Regions from separate parts of the Danio rerio genome. Here region 2 is linked to region 1. A link is a contact called in public Hi-C data. All regions are on one chromosome and are shown on one strand. Each heading gives the region's core, a stretch centred on a gene start, on an enhancer-like site or on the middle of the called end of the contact. The rest is flanking DNA. Distances are from core to core; before and after follow the strand shown.

Region 1 (6,603 bases), core at 2,072-4,571:
TCCAAACCTCCCCCCGTTGGCCTTCATCGTTTGCTTTGTTTTCTATGGATTTTAACCAGGTTTTAGCCAGTGTTGCTCGATGAGGTTTTCTAGTACTCATATCTTTTTTGCACTGGACGACACACTCATGGTTGGTTTTACTATGTATAAAACGCTGTACAGCTCTCAATAAGGTGCCCATGGACAGCAGCACATGTACGATGACCTGTATGTTTGATAGTCCGCAATAGACACACACTGTTTTCCCGACACACTCATGAATGTCCAGCTTCTGTTTTATTTTTCTATGGCTGAGATATATTTAATAGAGAGCTTTATGAGGAGATTGTTTTGCGAGTTCGGTTGTGAGAGACACGTGGACAGCGGTTGACAAAAAGCAATAAGCAGGATTTGTCTGTGTTTCTCTTCGATGTATAAAGTGTAAAGTTGATGATGTAAATATACTGTACACCGGACTAAATGAGCAGAGCCGAGCCGAGCGGAAGAGCTTGTGTATCAGAGTCAATATGCAAATGTTCATATTTCATCTGTTTTATATCATGTCCAATAAATGTTGATGTTCTTATATATGCCAAGAGATTTACCAGGCGCTGACTCATGGTTATTGGAGTTTGGGGGTGGGTGTGTGTGTATTTTTGTCTGTGTGTTTGTGTAATGGAGGCCAGCTAGTGAAGTGGTGTGCAGGTAAACTTCACTCCTCTGACCTCTAAAGGTGCTCTAGTGACTGATGCTAGAGTCCATGGTCTTTAGCCTCCTTGTTAGAGCAACCGACTCCCATGCGGAAGGTTGCCGGTTTGATTCCAGCTCGTAGCGGGTTGGGTGGTGTAGGACCAGCGGGGTTACATTGGTGCCGTGACCCGGATGGGTGTGAGATTTAGGGGGGTGAGTGTAACGGAGGCCAGCTAGTGAGTGCTGTGCAGGTAAACCACACTCCCCTGACCGATAAAGGTGCTCAAGACGCCAGAGGCCATTGTCTTTAGCCTCCTTGTTAGAGCACCCGACTCTCTTGCTGAAAGTCGCCGGTTCGATCTCAGCTCTCAGTTGGGTGGTGTGGGACCGGCGGGGTTAAATTTGTGTATACTTAACTCCATTTATTTCTAGAGCGCTTTCAACAAACCACAATGGGTACCAAAGGGCTGTACATAAAAACACATTGAACACATGCAAACATACTCAGAACCAAAATACATAAACACACAACACATGATTAAACGCTAAAGAAAATAAGTGTGTTTGCAATGAGCTCTGAGAACAATCAAAAGTAGGACCTGATCTTAAGGAGAGTGGAAGATCGTTCTGAAGTTTTGGAGCTGCTACTGAAAAAGCTCTCTCACCTCGACAGATCCTCGAACTTGCAGATAGAGAAGATCCTTAGAGCGAAGAGATCTCACAGGTTGGTGTATATTAATTAGCTCTGAAATATGCTCAGGGGCCATGGAGGGATTTAAAAACACACAGCTGTACTTTGTACTGAATTTTAAAGTCGATTGGCAGCCTGTGTAGAGAAACCAGTAGAGGTGTGATGTGCTCTCCTGTACATGCACTACCTGACAAAAGTCTTGTCGCCTATGCGAGTTTTAGGAACAGCAAATGATAACTTGACTTCTAGTTGAACATTTGGTATCAGAAGTGGCTTCCATGAAAGACAAAGGCCTCTAGATTTCGCTCATTTGACCAAAATAAAATATGATCATGCTTTGATTTATGACAAGACTCTTGTCAGGTAGTGTAGATGTATTAAAATAGATTTAAATTAGTTTTATTTATTATTTGATAAACATTTCACCAAAATACTTGGGCCAAATTTTATACAATTTATGAATAAATTCAATTCATTTAAATAATACATTTAAATTAATAATAATAATAATATATATAATAATAATAGATAGATAGATAGATAGATAGATAGATAGATAGATAGATAGATAGATAGATAGATAGATAGATAGATAGATAGATAGATAGATAGATAGATAGATAGATAGATAGATAGATAGATAGATAGATAACTGATTATTATGGAAAGAAATATTACATAGTGATGTTTACAATAGACCATTTTAATGTGGTGATATCGTTGGCACAAAAACATTTCCTGCTTGTCAAACTGTTTCATAACTGTATCAAGATGCAATTCAATCATACCTTAACATTAAATAGCTATCTTAACATTATCAATATGCAGACCCTTTTGGATTCTCGGAAGCTATGGAAATTGGAAATGTAAAACAGGAAATACGTTAGGACCATTGTTTACATCCCTTAACATAATCTATAAAAAGATATAATATAAGCAACTTCTATTAGGTGATATGATTTTGATGAGTGTTCATTAATTGATCTTTGTCTCCATCTGCTGCTCTGATGCGGTGTTGCAAAAGAGTAGAGCAGCGCCATCTCCTGGTCAATATTAGGGGATTATTTATGATGCTTGCAGTAAAATAAATGTCTTATTTATTCATAAAAATATTTGTTTTAAGCTTCACAATGGTGAAAATCCCATCTAATACACAGGAGCAGAATTATTGTTGATTTCAGTTCTTATGTGCAGCCTACATTTTCCATGAGGGGAAAGTGACGCCATCTGGTGGTGTTTTCCCGGAAGAGTCGCTTTAAATGTCAGAAGGGGTTATCTGACTCATTTTATCATTGTTCTGTAAAATCATGAATACTGGAAAAACCCAGCTGAGATAAAGGAGGAAAAACTGCAGATGAAAGATCATAATAACCAGACAATACACTTTAACCGGAATCCGAGGAAAAACACTGCAAGGGAAAATGCTGAGACATAAGCCCATATGTTATGGTTTATGCAAATATCTTAAGTACTAAATGTCCACAAATCATGAATACAACTCAAATATTATATCATGTATTAAATGGAAATAAATGTAAAGATGTGTGCACCTTTTCTCTCATACAAATGTTATTAATATATATGCTACAAGTAAAACTAAATATAGGATACTACTAACAATTTACAATCATTCATTCACTCGTTTTCGGCTTAGTCCATGTTAATAATAACAATACCCAACATTTTTAATCTAATTATTATTATTATTAGTAGTAGTAGTAGTAGTATTGTTATTATTATGTAATTAAGTTACAAAGAAAACTTCATGACTTTATTTAATCTGTATTGCGCTCCAAGCACGTGGATGCATTTATAACAAGCGTCTATTATTTGTATTATTATTAATAATATTAGTACATAATAAAGTTATTATGAAAACTTCTGAACTTTGTTTGATCTGTTTAGCCCTGCGAGCACGTGGAGCCATTCATAATAAGCGCTTACGTCACGCTGACTCCTCCCCCCCGCTCCTCCCCGATCAGCCTCCAGCAGTTCCACGATCCGTCCGCTCACCGAAAGTCTCCGCGTTTCACCCGTTTCCCGTCGCGTAAACCCGGCCAGGCCGCGCACACACCAGCGGAACCCGATGGCTTCGACGACCTCCGACGCTTCCGAGCAAGAGTCAGCGAACCCGAGCGAGAAAAACGGCGACGGGAGCGAGTCGGGCCTGCGCGCCGCCGATCCGGAACCGGCCGTTAAGATGGACGAAGCGGACACGGACGAGAAGCCCGGTGGACACGAGCCTACAGAACAAAGCCCAGAGGAAGCCACGCGGGACGGGGGTAATGATGAAGACGGGGAGACCGAAAAGGAGCAGCAGAAGAGCCCCGGTAGCGCGGACGGGACGGCGGAGCGGATGAAGAGAGAACAAAGGGAGGAGGAGAGCGTGTCCTTACCGGCGGAGAAAAACAGCGGCGGCGGCGGCACCGGAATGAAGCGCCGCGCGAGCCTGGAAATGATGAGCTCGTCTTCGGACGGAGAGCCTCTCAGCCGCATGGACTCGGAGGACAGGTGCGTGTCCGTCTGCTAATTACAAAACACCGATATTTCAGCCGATAGTATCAATGTTAAAGGTCCGTTTTGTTGATTAACGACGCCGTTTAGGTGCCGTTTGGATAACTAGTTTAGCTCGCGCGTGTTGACCGTTACGCTAGTTACTTAACGTTACTGCTAGTGTTATTGAGTTAGCATAAACATAATAATATGACGATAAAGTATGTAAATATGTCATTTGCCACACTTGTAAGTTAAAGTGCTGAGAGTTTGAAAACATGTCAGTCTGCTAATTACAAAACACAGCTATTTCAGCCGATAATATCAACATTTAACGTCTGTTTTGTCGATCAACGAGTTTAGGAGCTGTTTGGATTAACGGTCAACACATGCGAGCGAAAAACCTATTGTGCTAGTCTATTCGAGTTATCTTAAAATAAATAATTTGATATAATGTCATGATCAAGTATGTAAATATGTCATTTGCCAAACTTGTAAGTTAAAGAGCTGAAAGTTTGAAAGCGTGTCACTGTGCTAACTTAATTACAAAACACCGATATTTCAGCCGATAATATCAACATTTACCGTCTTTTTTGTCGATTCATGACGCCGTTTAGGAGCTGTTTGGATTAACGGTCAACACATGCGAGCGAAAAACTGACTGGTCTAGAGTATTCCTGTTATCTTACAATAAATAATATGGTATATTGTGATGATAAAGTATGTATATAATGTAATTTGCCACAATTGTAAAGTTAAATGGCTGAAATTTTGAAAGCATGTCAACCTGCTAATAACAAAACAGGATATTTCATCCGATAATATCAACGTTTAACGTTTGTTTTGTCGATTAACAATGCCATTTAACGTAAGGTGTTTGGTTTAATGGTCAACACATGACAGTGAAAAACTAGTGGTTTCGAGTTAGTGCAAAAATAATAATGTAATATAATGTTATCATAAAGTATGTAAATACGTTGTTTTTTGCCACACTTGTAAAGTTAAAGTGCTGAAAGTTTGGAAGGTGTCAGTCTGCTAATTACAAAAAACGATATTTCAGCCGATTATTTTAACGTTTAACGTACGTTTTGATGATTACTGCCGTTTAAGTGCTGTTTGGATTAACGGTCAACACGCAAACGAAATACTGTTTGTGGATTCAAATTGGCATAAAATATAATGTGATGATAAAATATGCAATTTGTCACATTTATAAGTTAAAGTGCTGAAATTTTGAAAGGTGTCAGTCTGCTGATTACAAAACACTTCTATTTCAGCTGATAATATCAACATTTAATGTCTCTTTTGTCGATTAATGACACCGTTTAGGTGCTGTTTGGATCAACGGTTAACACAAGAGAGCGAAAAACTTACTGTACTAACATTAGTGGATTTGAGTCAGCATAAAAATAATAGTGTAATATAATGTTGTGATAAAGTATGTAAATAAATTTTTGCTTCACTTGTAAGTAAAAGTGCTGTAAGTTTGAAAGCATGTCAATCTGCTAATTACAAAACACTGATATTTCAGCCGATAATGTCAACATTTAACGTCTGATTTGTCGATCAACAACACCGTTTAGGAGCTGTTTGGATTAACAGTTAACATATGCGAGTGAAAAACTTATTGTGCTAGTGTATTCGAGTTATCTTAAAATAAATAATATGATATAATTTCATGTTAAAGCATGTAAATATGTAATTTGTCACACTTGTAAAGTTAAAGTGCAGTCATTTTGAAAGCATGTACGTCTGCTGATTACAAAACACCAATATTTCAGCCGATAATATCAACATTTAATGTCTGTTTTGTCAATTAACGATGCCTTTTAGGTGCTATTAATTAACAAGTCAACACATGTAAGCAAAAAATTACTGACTTTAGTGGAGTTAGCCAAAAAACATAGTTTAATATAGTTTGATATAATGTGATGAAGTGTCTAAATATGTTTTTTTGCCACACTTGTAAAGTGCTGAAAGTTTGAAAGTGTCAGTCTGCTGATTACAAAACACTGATATTTTAGCCGATTATATCAACGTTTGTTTTGTCAATTAACATCAGATTTCAGATAAAGTGCTTAAATGTGTAATTGGTAACCCTTTATTATACGTTCATTACAATATTTGTACCTTTGTTAGTTAACGAAAAAAAATAGTTTATTGTTTGTTCATGTTAGTAAATACAAACATTATCTAATACAACCTTATTGTAAAGTGTTACCACACATTTAGATGCGAGTTCTTGTAAGTAATATTAACGATATGCATGAATTTGGAGTTTAATAATACATTAGGAAATGTTGAATAAACTGATTAATAAATGCTGTTAAGTGTTGTTCATTAATAGTGTTGCTTTCATTTAATTTAATCCTAAGTAATAGGTAATGATACATATTTAAATAAAATGAGATAAATAATTTAGCTTTTGCTTAAAATAAAAACATAATGCACAGGGATTACTGCTTAAAGAGTGAACAATGCATGAAATTAAAATGAATATACATTTAAGATGCAAGTTAATTACATGTAAAAGGACAAATGACTATAATTCACTGGCCAAAATGCAGTCCGAATGTTTTCTTAGAAAACTATACTATACTATAAGAAATATAATCTGCTATAATGTGATGAAGTATCCTAATATGTAATTTACCATGTTTAAAGTCCTGGAAAAAGTTTGAAAATCCATCTGAAAAGTGCTTGTATATGGCTTTAAAAAGGTGTAAATACCCTGCATAAAACAATCATAA
Region 2 (6,335 bases), core at 2,037-4,536, 420 kb before region 1:
GGAAATAATATATGTAATATCAGTTTCCATTATATATTTTGGCAGCCTTAAAATACTTAAAGTACACTCTTATAAACTGTAAAAGCTGTCTAAATATTAAACCAAAAGCAGACAACTGAAGGAGCAGTCATGTAGTGCAAACAAAATAAAAGAGAATAGAAATGAAAGGTGAAAACTGGGTTACCGGACTGACTTGTATTGGGTATTTTGCAATGGAGGATTGTGTCAGACAGGAGGACAATCACCACTGTTTCTTCATGAGTCTTATATTTTTAGCATTCACATATATTGTAGTGTTGAAATCAGGATTTTTCACAATTGGTACAGAGAATCTGAATTAAAAGGGCTTTTTTTTCTCTTTTTTTTCTTATTGACAGTGGTTTACTGAGCAAAAAATTAAGAAATTCATTATTATATAAATATTTATTTAAATTTAATTTAATTATTTATTATTCGTTATTATATAATTTCAGTTTTCTTAGAAATAAAAATATGCATGTGCATTACTCTCTGTAAACTATATAGTGAGCCCTAGTATTTCTACATTACCATAGTATTAAAGGTTATTATTCATAACAGAGCTCAGTCTAAGAAATTCAGCAGCTACTTATTTTAGTAATAAAAATTAACATTTATGCAAATTGCAAGACAATTGTAATTGCTTAAGTATAGTTGTAGGGTTATGTTTCTGATCCAATTTGTTTTTGAAAAATTATACATTTACATTGACTTTCTTAACACAAATAAATAAAGAAGAACAATGTAAAACAGATATTGATGGCACGGTGGCTCAGTGGTTAGCACTGTTGACTCACAGCAAGAAGGCTGCTGGTTTGAGTCCCATGTGGGACAGTTGGCGTTTCTGTGTGGAGATATGTCTTTGGACCCCCCCAGTCCAAAAATGTAACTAAATCGGTGTGTAAATGAGTGTGTATGGGTGTTTCCCTGAACTGGGTTGTAGCTGGAAAGGTGTCCGCTGCCTAAAAAAACATATGATTTATATATTGTAACATAACCTTATTGTAAAGTGTTACCCTTATTTCTTATGTAATAATATGCAATAACTGTAGCTCTAATAATATTAAAACTAGTAAGTAAAATTACTCCTAATTTAACAGGTTTTCTGGAAACATATTGTATGTTTTCGATGCATATAATTTTGAAACGGAAATAAAGTTTTAAAACTTTTATGTAATATCAGTTTCCATGCTACACTTTAGGAACCCATAAAATACTTAAAGTACACTTTTATATACTGCAAATGCTGTCTAAACATTAACAACACATCTATATCACTCAAATAATGTCCAAATATAATTCTATATTCTATAAAATATCTTAAAAAGCAAAAACCAACTTCATCAAATCCATTTACAGGATAATTTATAGATGATAAGTAAATCATACTGCTAGTAGCCACTAATAAGGTTAATGCAGGTGTAGTAGGATGTTAGCTGTGCATCTATATTATTCAAATAATGTCCGAATATAACTGAATATCGTATCAAATCTCTTAAACATCTAAATGAGCTTTATCAGATCTATTTATAAAATCATTTATAGGCTTATAGATAATGAGTACCACATACTAGTAGCCACTACTAAGGTTAATGCAGGTGTAGTAACGTTAGGATGTTAACTACACATCTACATCAGTCAAATAATGTCCAAATTTAACTCGATATTTTATTAAAAATCTAAACAAACTTCATCAGATTCAATAACAAGATCATTTATAGATGTGAAGATAATGAGTACATACTAGTAGCCATTACTAAGGTTAATGCAGGTGTAGTAATGTCAGGAGGTTAACTGCACGTCTATAGTATTTAAATAATGTCTAAATATAACTGCATATCATAACAAATCTCTTAAAAATCTAAATAAACTTCATCAAATCCATTTAAAAAATCATTTAAAGACTTAATGATAGATTAATAGACTTAATGAATGATTTAATACTGAGTACAACATACTAGTAGCCACTACTAAGGTTAATGCAGGTGTAGTAACGTTAGGATGTTAACTACACATCTACATCAGTCAAATAATGTTCAAATATAGCTCGATATTATTTTAAAAATTTAAACAAACTTCATCAGATCAAATAATAAGATCATTTATAGATATGAAGGTAATGAGTTCATACTAGTAGCTACTACTAAGGTTATTGCAAATGTAGTAATGTCAGGAGGTTAACTGCACATCTATATCAGTCAAATAATGTCAAAATATAACTCAGTATTATATTAAATCTCTTAAAAAGCAAAACCAACTTCATCAGATCCATTTATAGGATAATTTAAAGATAAAGAGTAAATCATACTATTAGTAGCCATTACTAAGGTTAATGCAGGTGTAGTAATGTCAGGATGTTAACTACACATCTACATCAGTTAAATAATGTCTAAATATAACTCGATATTATATTAAATCTCTTAAAAATGTAAACAAACAGCAACAAATCTATTTAGAAATCTATAGATAACCTTAATGAGTACAACATACTAGTAGCTACTGTAAGGTTAATGCAGGTGTAGTAACTTCAGGATGTTAACTACACATCTACATCAGTCAAATAAGGTCCAAATATAACTCGATATTATATTAAATCTCTTCAAAATCTAAACAAACTTTATCAGATCCATTTCTAAATGTGTAGATAACGGTAATGAGTACTACATGTTAGTAGCCACTACTAAGGCCAATGCAGGTGTAGTAACGTTAGGAGGTTAACTGCACATCTACATCAGTGAAATAATGTCGAAATATCACTCGATATTATATCAAATCTCTTAAAAAGCTATGATCAGATTAGTTTTCGCCAAGACACATGCGTTTCCTGAAAAATGAAAGTGCTTTCAGTTTTGCTTTTGAAAAAAGAAATACCCCCCACCCCCCTTCCAGGACCCGTCGCCCTTTAGGTGTAATACGCACTCATAACCGCTTATAATCATGTAGTAAAACATAAATAATAAACATATTCATCCCTGAAGACTGAAAATGAAGATATTTCAGCCGTTTATCCTCGGCCTAGCGACCTGAATGGATCGGCCTGAAGGATGAAACCACCTTCAATTCTCTTATTCTCAGTCACAGGTTCACCGGTGCGCTACACACCGGGCCTGGTTCGCTTTTAATCAGTATTGTCGGTGTCTGCTCACCTTGTAGGAGTCGGTAGCTAGCAAAATGTTGAAATCCGCGGCTTCTCTGTGTTTCTCCATCTTCCCCTTGATGTGACTGGAGTCGCGCTGCTGCCTGTCAGTTCTGTTGTTCCTTCTCCACCGCGCGGACTCTCAACCAACCCCCGTCGCTGAGAAGCGGGGATGACGCGAGAGGGTGGGTGGGACCGTTTTGGGCTGCGCTGGCCAATGAGGGGATGAGGTGACTGAGACGTCATGGCAAGGAGGCGACGCGGAAAGTGAATGGATGACACATGACTGAGAGACATAGAAAATATACAAAGAATTATAAAATACTACATTTATTATAGTTAGGTGGCTTTGTTTTTTATGTTTTATATGCTTTGTTTAATATTTATTATAATAAATATTTGTTATAATAATATTTTTTGGTGGTTCATTCCACTGCGGCGACTCCTAAGGGGAAGGCAAATGAATGAATGATATATTATATTTATTATAATGTTACTTACGGTTTAATATGACAGCCTAACAATGGAATTTTAGATTATATAACATCCATTTTCAGTCTATTATCAAATGCAACACAGGTAAATAGAGTAAAACAACCCTATAGTCAGGTGTGGCTTAACAAATAAGCGAGGTAAGCAGCCGCTTATGGCCCCGGGGAATTAGGGGGCCTCAACTAATGTCAAGCAGCCTATATTAATCATTCATTCATTAACTTTTCAGTTCAGCCGCTTTATTAAATCCGGGGTCCCACAGTGAAATGAACCGCCAACTTATCCAGCAAGTTTTTACGCAGCGGATGCCCTTCCAGCCGCAACCCGTCTCCGTAAAACATCCACACACACCCATTCACACTCATACACTACGGACAATTTAGCCTACCCAATTCACCTGTACCGCATGTCTTTGGACTGTGAGTTATATTTGGAGCAACCCACACGAACACAGGGAGAACATGCAAACTCCACATAGAAATGCCAACTGACCCAGCCAAGGCTCAAACCAGCGACCTTCTTGCTGTGAGGCGACAGCACAACCTACTGTGCCACTGCGTCTCCCTATATTAATCATACAGCACTTTTATAATTGTTCTATCATGTTGTAAAATCAGAACCGGGGCCCCAATTAATAATGGAACGATCCACACTGCACATGCAAATATTAAAATCAAAATCACAAATATGGCTAATTAACTGTGCAGAGTTTATGAACTTGCTTTTTAATAGTGATTTTATTGTATTTAATTTTACATTAAGAAGATAAAGACTCCACTTATATTTTTATTTACAATATTCAATGCTAGGGCCCCATAACTGACATTGCTTAGGGTCCCTAAATCACTAAGTCAGCCCCTGCCTTTAGTGCATAGGGCTCAAACTGGATTCCTGGAGAGCCGCTGCTCTGCACGGTTTTGTATCCAGCCCTAATCAAACACAGCTAATCGAAATTACCAAAGGGTTCAAGACTCTTTTGAACAGCTCGATTAATTGGATCAGCTGTGTTTGTTTAGGATTGCAGCAAAACTGTGCAGAGCTGCGGCTCTCCAGGAATTGAGTTTGAGACCTAAGCCAGGGTGTAGTTTTAGGTTTGTTTTATATGTTCCTATTTATATTATTTGTTTATTAATGGATTATCTTTATTATTTGTGCTCTAGCAGTTTTGTACATGTTGATGAAAGTGTTTAATTGAATTTTGCCTTATTGTACGTGTGCTATGCTGCAATAAAAAGGTAAAGAGAGTAAAAAAATGGTATGCGCTAATTTGCATATATATCTAACACAAAAATGTTACAAGACCTTGTAACTTTTGTATTATACATTTGTTATGTAATGATTAATAGTGCAAATAAACCATCGGTAAACTAAACATGAGCAAATTTGCATACATTATACAACAAATATTAGAAGCACAACAAGTTTTTTTGAAATGTCATAATTAAACATGCAAATAAAACATTGTTGATTTAAATATGTGCTAATTTGCATAGTTACTAGCACAAGTTTTAGAAGACCAAAAAGCTTTAGTTTTTTTAAATGTCATAATTAAATATGCAAATAAAACATTGTTGACTTAAATATGCCAGATTTTTAAATACATTTATAACATTAAAAAAAATCTAAAATTTGATAAAGAAAGGCTTACATTTTTTTACATCAAAGTTAAAGGTTTTTGCAGAGAAAAAAACTCTTTGACTATGTCCTTTTATCACTCAATAATTGAGAAAACATTTGAAATATTATGCATATTATTTAACCACTATAAAATACAATGTTGTAGATAATCAGCCAAACTTTCTCTGACCATCTCTCTATAAATTTCCCAATACTGAGTTGCAGCTGGAAAAGCATATACTGTGTAAAACATATGCTAGAATAGTTGGCGGTTCATTGCTTGCTGAATAAGGGGACTAAGCCGAAGGAAAATTAATAAATGAATGATCTCTCTATAAAAAATGATCTGAATGTGGCAACAAATAGGACTGTAAAGTCTGATCTGAGAGCTGCGCTTTCGTATTAATATATGATCAATACAAACAGAAACTTTTTGACCCTTGAACCTTTCTGCAGTTTCGTTTTAAGCTAAATTTAAGTCAGTGGAAATATTCTTTGCTGATGAAGACAGCTATGAAACTGCACATGTTATAAATATGAAGTATTAATAATATTTTACATTTAAATTAACTAACACAGTTTATAATGTAGAAATGATAGAATATCTTCAATGAGACCGTCTGACCAATCGCTTGCCGAGCTGAAAATGACGTCAAGTCAAAGCCCTACCCTAAAATCAGCCAATCACAGGGCTGTTGGAGCTGCTCTCTGATTGGCTGTGCGAAATACAGTATTTGACGTTAGTTCTACAGATCAGTGACTGCAGTTCCACATGACTGACAAAGGGGGAGCCACAGCAGGATTTAATAGTAAGTTTTCTAATGTAGGATCAATAATTATTGGCATTTGAAATCAATAAGTAAAGTCTACTGGTGTTTCACAAGCATAATTAATGCATTTGTGTATTCGGTCATGCTGTGGTATAGCAAGGTATGCTATGAATGTTATGTAATGATTGCGAAATCTTACAGTGTCATGCTTATATGGCTGAATAGTTGCTGAGCCAACATACTGCCAATTGGACTTTCACCTTTAGTCTATATTGAATTGAATGAAAATGCGTTCATATAAA

What was found. A called contact is a pair of places that touch in the nucleus more often than the background predicts.
Region 2: a Hi-C map of hematopoietic stem cells shows a contact between it and region 1, with 3 times the contacts expected there. The contact joins the promoter of nampt1 here to the promoter of aebp2 in region 1. A contact is called at or near these places in 2 of 18 Hi-C or Micro-C datasets (hematopoietic stem cells and an unstated tissue) and 1 of 4 datasets of contacts at active chromatin or transcription factors (embryo).

What each region holds. Positions count from the first base shown.
Region 1 is chr4:3,283,783-3,290,385 of GRCz12tu, reverse strand. It overlaps aebp2 (AE binding protein 2), which reads left to right and starts at 3,321. Exons shown (of 8, transcript NM_213494.2): 1 at 3,321-3,871. The coding sequence starts at 3,447. It overlaps plekha5 (pleckstrin homology domain containing, family A member 5), which reads left to right. Exons shown (of 26, transcript NM_001327786.1): 26 at 1-585.
Region 2 is chr4:3,703,968-3,710,302 of GRCz12tu, reverse strand. It overlaps nampt1 (nicotinamide phosphoribosyltransferase 1), which reads right to left and starts at 3,286. Exons shown (of 11, transcript XM_002661340.7): 1 at 3,165-3,286. The coding sequence starts at 3,224. It also overlaps a transcript of pik3cg not described here.